Regions from separate parts of the Sus scrofa genome. Here region 2 is linked to region 1. Evidence: chromatin contacts called from public HiChIP or PLAC-seq data. All regions are on one chromosome and are shown on one strand. Each heading gives the region's core, a stretch centred on a gene start, on an enhancer-like site or on the middle of the called end of the contact. The rest is flanking DNA. Distances are from core to core; before and after follow the strand shown. Region 1 overlaps STK10 (serine/threonine-protein kinase 10). Region 2 overlaps SH3PXD2B (SH3 and PX domain-containing protein 2B).

What was found. HiChIP or PLAC-seq counts read pairs in DNA pulled down with a chosen protein or histone mark.
Region 2: an H3K27ac HiChIP or PLAC-seq map of alveolar macrophages shows a contact between it and region 1. The contact joins two enhancer-like sites. A contact is called at or near these places in 1 of 5 promoter capture datasets (fetal liver), 2 of 47 Hi-C or Micro-C datasets (embryonic fibroblasts and fetal heart ventricle) and 1 of 2 datasets of contacts at active chromatin or transcription factors (alveolar macrophages).

Annotation. Positions count from the first base shown.
Region 1 is chr16:52,008,106-52,012,759 of Sscrofa11.1, reverse strand. The region is part of intron 1 of STK10 (serine/threonine-protein kinase 10); the gene reads right to left. Among named protein-coding and RNA genes, the nearest start is that of STK10, 6.7 kb to the right of the region's middle. Within about 2 kb of position 2,054, at least 35 of the 83 cell types and tissues checked have an H3K27ac peak or open chromatin away from gene starts, as enhancers often do. A contact at or near this core is called in alveolar macrophages, where this site is marked.
Region 2 is chr16:51,808,163-51,812,452 of Sscrofa11.1, reverse strand. All of the region lies in intron 5 of SH3PXD2B (SH3 and PX domain-containing protein 2B), which reads right to left. Among named protein-coding and RNA genes, the nearest start is that of SH3PXD2B, 77 kb to the right of the region's middle. Within about 2 kb of position 1,717, at least 3 of the 83 cell types and tissues checked have an H3K27ac peak or open chromatin away from gene starts, as enhancers often do. A contact at or near this core is called in alveolar macrophages, where this site is marked.

The DNA of each region.
Region 1 (4,654 bases), core at 805-3,304:
GTGGCATAGGCTGTAGCTTCAATTCAACCCCTAGCCTGGGAACTTCATATCCTACTGCTGTAGCTGTAAAAATAAATAAACAAAAAAAAACAGGAGTTCCTGTCATGGCGCAGTGGTTAACAAATCCGACTAGGAACCATGAGGTTGCGGGTTCGGTCCCTGCCCTTGTTCAGTGGGTTAACGATCCGGCGTTGCCATGAGCTGTGGTGTAGGTTGCAGACGCGGCTCGGATCCCGCGTTGCTGTGGCTCTGGCGTAGGCCGGTGGCTACAACTCCGATTCAACCCCTAGCCTGGGAACCTCCATATGCCGCAGGAGCGGCCCAAGAAATAGCAACAATAACAACAACAACAACAACAACAAAGACAAAAGACAAAAACAAAAACAAAAAAAAAAACAAAAAAAACCCAAATTCCTCAACTCAGCACTCAAGGCTCTCTTGAGTTAGCCCCCACTTACTATTCCATAATCTGGTCCCAGTGGACAGTCTCAGGCCTCACCATTGGGCCTCTCTCTGGCTCAGGCTTCGTTCTCTATAGTTGAGTACCCCCCACCCCTGCCCCGGCCCTGTCCAGTGGAAACCAGCCCCTCTCACCGCTAGCCCCGTCCTTGTCCTGCTACAACTCTCTCACCCTCAGCCGAGCTTCCTCTCCCGCTCCCTACAAGGCCCTGAGAGCAGCAGGGGAGGCAGGCCACCGGCCCAACCTGGGCACCTAAGACGGGCCACCTGCTCCGCCCTCCAGATGAGCTTCTGGTCTAATTCTCCCAGCTGCTCTGTGGGATGAGTCCTGGTCTCGGCCCCACCAGACACATGGGGAAACTGAGGCTGAGACAAGCCATTCGCCTGACTTCACAGAGCAGCAAAGTAGGGCATCCAAGATTCAAACTGGTCTGCCTGGCTGCGAGGCCCGCATCATTCATCACGCACCCGGGGACGTGACACACACAGGTGAAGAGACCTGTTTGCTGAACTGAATGGAGGCACGTTTGTGTGTAAGAGGCAGCAGTGCTCCATGGGAGCAATTCTGGCCCCCACGGGACATACGGCCTTGTCAGAAGACATTTTTGGCTGTCCCAACTAGGGGCTGAAGGGGGAGGGGCTGGCAGTGGTGGTACCTCTGTGGGTAGAGGCCAAAGATGCTGCTAACATCCTGTAATACATAGGGCAGCCCCCACAGTAAAGAATGAATGGCCCCGGGCGGAGTTCCCGTCATAGCACAGCGGAAACAAATCCGACTAGGAACCCTGAGGTTGTGAGTTCAATCCCTGGCCTTGCTCAGTGGCTTAAGGATCTGGCATTGCCATGAGCTGTGGTGTAGGTCGCAGATACAGCTTGGATCCCGTGTTGCTGTGGCTCTGGTGTAGGCTGGCAGCTGTAGGTCCGATTAGATCCCTAGCCTGAAAACCTCTATATGTCATGGGTGTGGCCCTAAAAAGACAAAAAGATTAAAAAAAAAAAAGAATGAACGGCCCCAAAGGTCAACAGTGGAGAGCCTGGCATGACACTGACGTTTTCCTGCTCGTCCCCAGGTCAGCTGCAGTAACCAGCCGGGACCTTCTCCGTTTGGTACCAAGAGCATCAACAATAATGACCTCTCTTCCCTCCTGCCCACTTCCTGTTTGGAGAAGGTCCGATACACAGTCACCTCCCTAGCCCAGCTCCACCCTGCACCGTCCTCCAAACCATCACCTCCATTTCACAGACAAGAGCCTGAGGCTCAGAAGTGGGGGGCCACTTTGGGGCTGCAAGCCAGATCCCGCTGAGCCCCGAATGCTTCCTTTACCACCTTGCTCCACTGCCCTCAGCAGCCCGTGGGCCTGGGAGTGAGCATCCGGGGCCGTTTTCAGGGGGCTGCAGGGTGACAGCCCCTGGCAACTTCCCCCAGTCCGGGTAACTCAGGAGGTCAGGGGACCACGGGGAGAGGGGAGGCCTGGGGGTGCTATTAGCTCCCTTCACCCCAGCCTGCTCCGGAGCCAGCGAGAACATGTCTCAGGGCAGCCAGGGCTAAATCAGCTGCTCCAGCCCCCAGCGGAGCCCCCTGGGCAGGCGACATCCCCAGGAAGCTCGGGCCACATAGGACCGGAGCCAGGACCTTCTCACAATAGCATGGACTTAAGTTGAAAAACACTAGGCTGAGCGGAAATAAGGTTGCTGCCTGGGGGCAGAGCTCTTTCCGGAGGGGGGTGGGGAGGCGCACGGGACGGGGACGGGGGACGCGGGAGACCTTGGCAGCGGCGGCCCCCAGAGGAAGCGGAAACCGGCTTTAAAACTCTGGGGCAGAGACGAGGTGGAAGGAGTTGTTGGCCTGGCCGGGGAGGGCAGGAGGCTGACAGCTGGCTCCCCCCTCGCAGAACCCCTGCTGTGTCTGAACCGGGCAGCAGGGCAGGATGTGGCACTTCAAGGATGTGGGTTAACAATGGCTCTCTGAGCTGGAGGGCACCTGAGGTCCCCACCCGACAGCAGCTGCTGCCAAGACCCTGGGCTCTGGCTGGATCCCAGAGGATCGGCCTTTCTCCCATTTTCTTTAAAAATCACCCTCCAAGAGGCATCGCTCCTTCAATCCCTCTGGAAGTCTAGCCTGAAATATGATTTAAGGAGTTCCCTCCTACTGGAACACAACAGGATCTGCGTGTCTAGACGCACCAGGATGTAGGTTCGATCCCTGCCCCGCACAGTGGGTTAAAGGATCTGGCATTGCTGTCACAACTGAGGCTCAGGTCTAATCCCTGGCTCCTCTGGCCCTGTGAACCCCCTAGCCCGGGAACTCCACATGCCCCGAGGCAGTCAAAAAAAAAAAAAAAAAAAGACAGAGATTTAAACGTAAAAAGAACTTTATAAGTAAAGCTGTTCATCAATACCCAGCTTTGCGATAAGGCTTTTACTTTGGGCGGGGGTGGGGGGGCAGGGGGGGAGCTTGACCCATGGCACACGGAGGTTCCCAGGCTAGCGGTTGAATCAGAGCTGCAGCTGCCGGCCTACACCACAGCCACAGCAACACAGGATCCGAGTCATGTCTGCGACCTACACCACAGCTCACGGCAATGCCGGATCCTTAACCCACAGAGCAAGGCCAGGGATCGAACCCGCAACCTCATGGATACTAGTCAGGTTTGTAATGCTGAGCCACAACAGGCCTACTTTTTAAATGCTAACTTTGTGCCAATACCATTGATGAACAATTTTATCAAAACGCTAAACTCACATTTGCTCATGTGCTGTTTTGTCTGCCTGAAACACTAGGTGAACGCAGAAAACCGTACCTAGATGAGCAAGCAGCAAAGGAACACACAGGGCTCAGACGCACACCTCAAACTGCGTCAGCAATCTCCGAGCCACACCCAGCCCGTGGCGGGGGAGGTCCAACTGGCCAACTGATTTCAGATAACCCTCCTTCCACCCCCTCACGAGCTGCATGCAACCCTTCCCACCCACAGCCACAAGCATCCTGCAGGCTTCTTGCCTGGTAGAGTGCCATATTTATTTGCAATAATTTTGTACTTCTTATCCGCAAAACTTGTGTAAAAATGTGCTAGTTGTTTTTTAGTTTCCTTTTTTTTTTTCTCCTAAAGTGCTCCTAAAGAGGTTTTTGAGTGTTGCGCCACGTAGCCCCATTTTTCTCATAAGGTCACTGGTTTTTATTGCCTGATTTTAACCAGTTCAGGGATACTGAGGAAGGCATATTTGCGTTATAGCAGAACTGACTATATTACGTAAAGGGCCCTGCACAGTGTTTGGCACATGATAAGCATTTAATCAATTTTAACTTGTTAACAGTAAAAAAAAAAAAAAAAAAAAAAAAGTGCGGGGGGGGGGGGGAATTACTTAAATAAGATTAAGATCATGGGAGCACTGAGCCATCCCAGAAGGTAAGTGTCAAGCATCTAGAATAACACAGGAAGATGCTTTAGGAATGACAGAAGGCATAAGACACTATAGGTGTGTATGATTATAACCCTGCATTAAAAAAAATTTTCTTCTCCACAAAAATCAATAAAGTCCAGGAGTTCCCCAGTGGATCAGCAGGTTAAGGATCCGGCACTCTCACTGCTGTGGCTCAGGTTACTGCTGTAGCATGGGTTCCATCCTTGGCCTGGGAGCTTCCAAGCCCACTCCCATCCCCAAATCAATAAAGCCTAGAAGGAAATACATCAAAATGTCAACAGCAATTGATGAGACTTAAGAGTGAGATTTTTCTTTTTGCTTTTTTTTTTTCTTTTTTGGCTGCCTCGCAGCATATGGAATTCCCACACCAGGGATCAAATCCGAGCCTACGCCACAGCTAGGGCAACGCCGGATCCTTAACCCACTGAGACGGGCCGGGAGATTTAATCCAGAGTTCCTACTACTACAGAGATATCGTGATCCCTTTGCACCACAGCAGGAACTCTGCTACTTTTCTTTTTAATTAACAAAAATGTTGTACTCTATTCCTAGTTTCCCCAAATCAGAAACCTTTTAAAAGCTTAGACAACATAAGATCAAAACTAAAGCGATTTTTAAGAAGCAGGAAAATCATCTCAGCCTGTTAACCCAACTCTTTTTTTTTTTTTTTTTTTTTTTTGGCTTTTGTCCTTTTAAGGCCACACTCGCAGCATATGGAGGTTCCCAGGCTAGGGGTCTAATGGGAGCTGTGGCTGCCGGCCTTCGCCACAGC
Region 2 (4,290 bases), core at 468-2,967, 200 kb after region 1:
ATCTATTTTGGACATCTACTATGAATAGAATCATACAATAGGTGGCTTCTTGTGACTGGTTTCTTTCATGGAGCATAATAGTTTTAAGGGTCATCCCCGTTGTAGCGCGCGTCAGCGTCTCATTGCATTTTGTGGCTGAATACTATCCCACTGTGTGGATAAACCACTATCTCTTCACCAGCCGATGGGCGTTTGGGTTTTTCTACTTTCTGCCTATTACAGGTAATGCTTTTATGCATTTTGTGCACGAGTGTTTGTGTGGACATTTATTTTTATTTCCATTATAGGAATGGAATCGCTAGGTAACACAGTAACTTTATACGGAACTTCCGAGGCATTGCCAGGCTGTCTGCCCCAGCAGCTACACCACTGCACGTCCCACCAGCAACGTCGGGAGGTTCCAACTTCTCCACATTCTCAGGCACACTTGCTGCTATCCGTCTTCTCGTCTTTTCCATTCTAGCCACGCTAGTGTGTGAAGTGGTACCTCCCTCTGCTTGGGACTCGCATTTCCTGACGGCTAAGGATGCCAAGAATCTTTCTGTGCACTGATTGGGCATTTGCGCATCTTCTCTGGAGAAACGTCTATTTCATATCTAATTTGAAAGTCTGGGTTTTTAACCACCAGGTAATACTGCTTTTGGTGTCATCGCGAGGTTGGGGAGGGGCTCAGCTAAGCCCTGGCCCAGGGCTGGACCTGGCTGGTCAGCAGTGATGTCCTCCAGGCAGGCATTACCCAGTGAGGCGCCGTGTCACTGCCCCTGCTCAGGAGAAGGCCAGGGTGACCGTGGAAATCCTTGCTCACATTTCCTGGCATTCACCGTGGACAGTGGTCCTGGTCAGAGGGCTGTACCTGGACTGACCCACTGAATCCTCAGGACAACCTTTGAGGGTCACTCTCTTTTGCAGATGGAGACACTGAGGCTCAGAGAGAGCAGGCACCTCTCCCACAACTGGGACCCAGGAAGCCGAGCTGGAGGCCGCTCTCCTGACCCACCTGGACGGTCCTCCCAGCTCCGAGACATACCAGCAACGATCTCTTAAGTCTGCTTCCGTGTAAAGGGCTCTCTCCTCCTGCCACCACCCAGGTCTGTGACCTGAGCCATGGTCGGGGACACCTGAAATCTTGGCTCCTTCACTGCCATGTATCCTCACTAGTTGCCTCACTGTCCCGGCCGAAGGGTGGGGGGGGGCAGTGAGGGGCAGCGGTGGTGGTGGGTGGGCTCTTGGGTTCAAGCTGCAGCTTGTGTGGGCTCAAGCAGGCACATTATTTTCTCTCTGTGACATGCTCAGGGTAGTCCCAAGTTTTCCCAGGCATGGCAGCAGAAAGCTTCCTCTAAGAGCACCATCTGGAAGCCATCCTTTCTTTCCCTAGAAACTTCTGGGCAAGACTCCCAATTTCCATCTCAATCCCTAACTCATTACCCACTAAACAACAACCAAGGGCCAACTGAGATTGCCTGCGGGGGCCCCAGAGCCACCCCGGGGCCCTCAGCAACCTGCCCCCTTCCTCCCTTCCTCCCTTCCTTCCTTCCTTCCTCCCTCCCTCCTTCCCTCCCTCTCTCCCTCCCTCCCTTCCTTCCTTCCTTTCTTCCTTCCTTTCCCTTCAAAGCCTGGCTTAGGGACAGCAAAGCATCCTGCCATGTGCCTGACACTATCACTGCCCTTTAGGAGCAGGATGTTGCTTAACTAAGATGTGAGCAAGCTTAGCCACGCCCACTTTACTGATGCGGAAACAGAGACGTCAAGTCACTTGTCTAAGGTCACACAGCGGGGAATGGACAAAGAGACTGGAAACTTCCCTTTCTAGGAAGACTCTTGGAACCATATGCAGATACTCCAGCAGGATGCTGGTAAGCTTAGCTCAGTTACTTTGTGCTTTTCTGGGTACAGTCTAGGCCGTAGTTTGTATTTTTAGTAGATGTTCTGTGTGTGTGTGTGTATGTGCGTGCATGTGTGCACGCATGCATATATGAACTTTCCCACCAGTACAGAAGCCTCCTGAGGGCAGGTGCTATTTTTCTCTTCCATTACTCCCAAAAATAGAAAGGCGGTGATCATTAAACACTATAGGTTGTGGGCTTTTGTTTTTGTTTTTTGGGCTTTTTGGCTGCACCTGCGGCATGCGGAAATTCCTGAGCCAGGGAACCATAGCAGTGACAATGCCAGATCCTTAACCCACTAGGCCACTGGGGAACTTCTTATTTTTGTTTTTTAAATAAATGGAGCCATAAGATTTCTTCTAGCTGGTCAAAAGGTTCTAAATGTAGGAAAAAAACCTTAAGATTCTCACCACATGCCATATATTGAAATGAAGTCCAATTGATTTAATCTTTTTTTTTTTTTTTTAGGATGGCACCCGTGGCATATGGAGGTTCCCAGGCTAGGGGTTGAATTGGAGCTGCAGCTGCCGACCTATACCACAGCCACAGCAACGTGGGATCCAAGCTGTGTCTTTGACCTACACCACAGCTCACGGCAATGCTGGATCCTTAATCCACTGAACGAGGCCAGGGATTGAACCCATGTCCTCATGGATGCTAGTGAAGCTCATTACTGCTGAGCCATGATGGGAACTCTGAGTAAATCTTCAAAGAAAGTCCAAACCATAAATCAAACATTTAAAAAACCCTAAGGGAACTATCTTGTGTCGGAACGAGGACTGCCTTTCTAGCCTGAAAGCGAATCAAAGAAGTCAGTTGAAAAATGGTCACCAGATTTGACTTCCCCCAAATACAAAACTTATGTACCTCATAAAATCCAGAAATGAAATATAAACGCACCATAAAAGGGACAAATATTTACCACAAATATGGCAAAAGCGAATTCCTTACTATTTAAATAGCCTATACAAATCCATAGTAAAACCAGTAAAACCAACAGCAAAAACAAGCAAAGAGATTTTCCCCTTCCAACTCTTGAGTCAAGAGCTGGAGGCAACGGCTTCCACTTGACTCTTTTCTAGCTCAAGAAATGCCCACCAGCCCTCAAAGCCCCTGAAGGCAGGAACTGGGCTGGTTTTTCTGGGCTTTCTGTGTGGGTGGCAGTTGCAGGAAATGGCTGGGAATGAATGTGTTTGAGTGAGTTGACCCTGTGTGTGCTGACTTTTGCCCAGAGACGTGGGGAAAGGGAGAGCCATCTAGAAAGCCTGCAAGGAAAGCCTCTGGTCTTCCTGTGTCAGAAGGAGCATCTCCACATGGTACCCAGTGACCCATGACAATCAAACAGACCAACGAGCTTCTCTCTTACGGCCTCATAAAAGATTGTAGAACCCAAGCACCTTGGCCTGGTAGCTGAGGAGGTATGAAAACGGTGTGCCTACGATGGCTAAGCACTTCACACACGTCATAGATCCAAGCCTCGCCACGACTGTGGGTCCTTTATCCACGAATTCCACCAACCTCGGACTGAAGATGCTTCAAAAAAAAAAATTCCACAAAATTCCAAAAAGCAAAACTTAAATTTGCTGTGTCCCTGGCAACTATTTGCAGAGCATGTATATTGCACTAAGTATTACAAATAATCTAGAGATAATTTAAAGTATATGGGAGGATGGGCACAGGTTACAAGCAAACATTATGCCATTTTATGTAAGGGAATTGAGCATCTGGGGATTTTGGTGTTGGGGGGGCGGGGTCTTGGAACCAATCCCCCTGCTGAGAATGAGGGATGGCTATACTGCTATTCCCATTTAAGAAGTCAGGAAATGGACGCTCCTTAAAAGTTTAAGAACAAAACTCTAACTCCAGGAAACGCGGGGAAGGTCTAAGCTGTAACGATGACATAATACCTGGTGGTGGGGGGAGGGCAGCGCATCACGATTTCAGCCCCAAACTCCAGAAAACTAGCTGCTGGTCATGTCCTAATTTGCCCACCACTATTTCATTTCAGTCTCCCAATAACCCACAGTGTGGGTAGGGCAGCTGACTCGGTCTCATTTACAGCTGACATAAGGGAGGCCAAAAAGGAGGGGAGGGGATGGCTCTGCCCAGGCAGACCAGCTGGCTGCCTGGCCAGCAGGCTGTAAACTCCCTGTGGGCACAGACTGCATCTGCCACATCATCTCTGTGGCCCCCATGCCCAGCCCTTGGCAAGCCCTCGATCCCCACTTCCTGAACGGATGACCAATGCTGGCACTCCTGACGGGGAACAGTGCTGGGTCCAGAACCCCCGGTTCCGTGTCCTTCCTTCCTTCCCTTTCCTGTTCTTTCCTTTCCTTTCCTTCCTTCCTTCCTTCTTTCCCTCCCTCCTCTCTTTCTTTCTCTTTCTTTTGGCTTTTTAGGGCCGCAC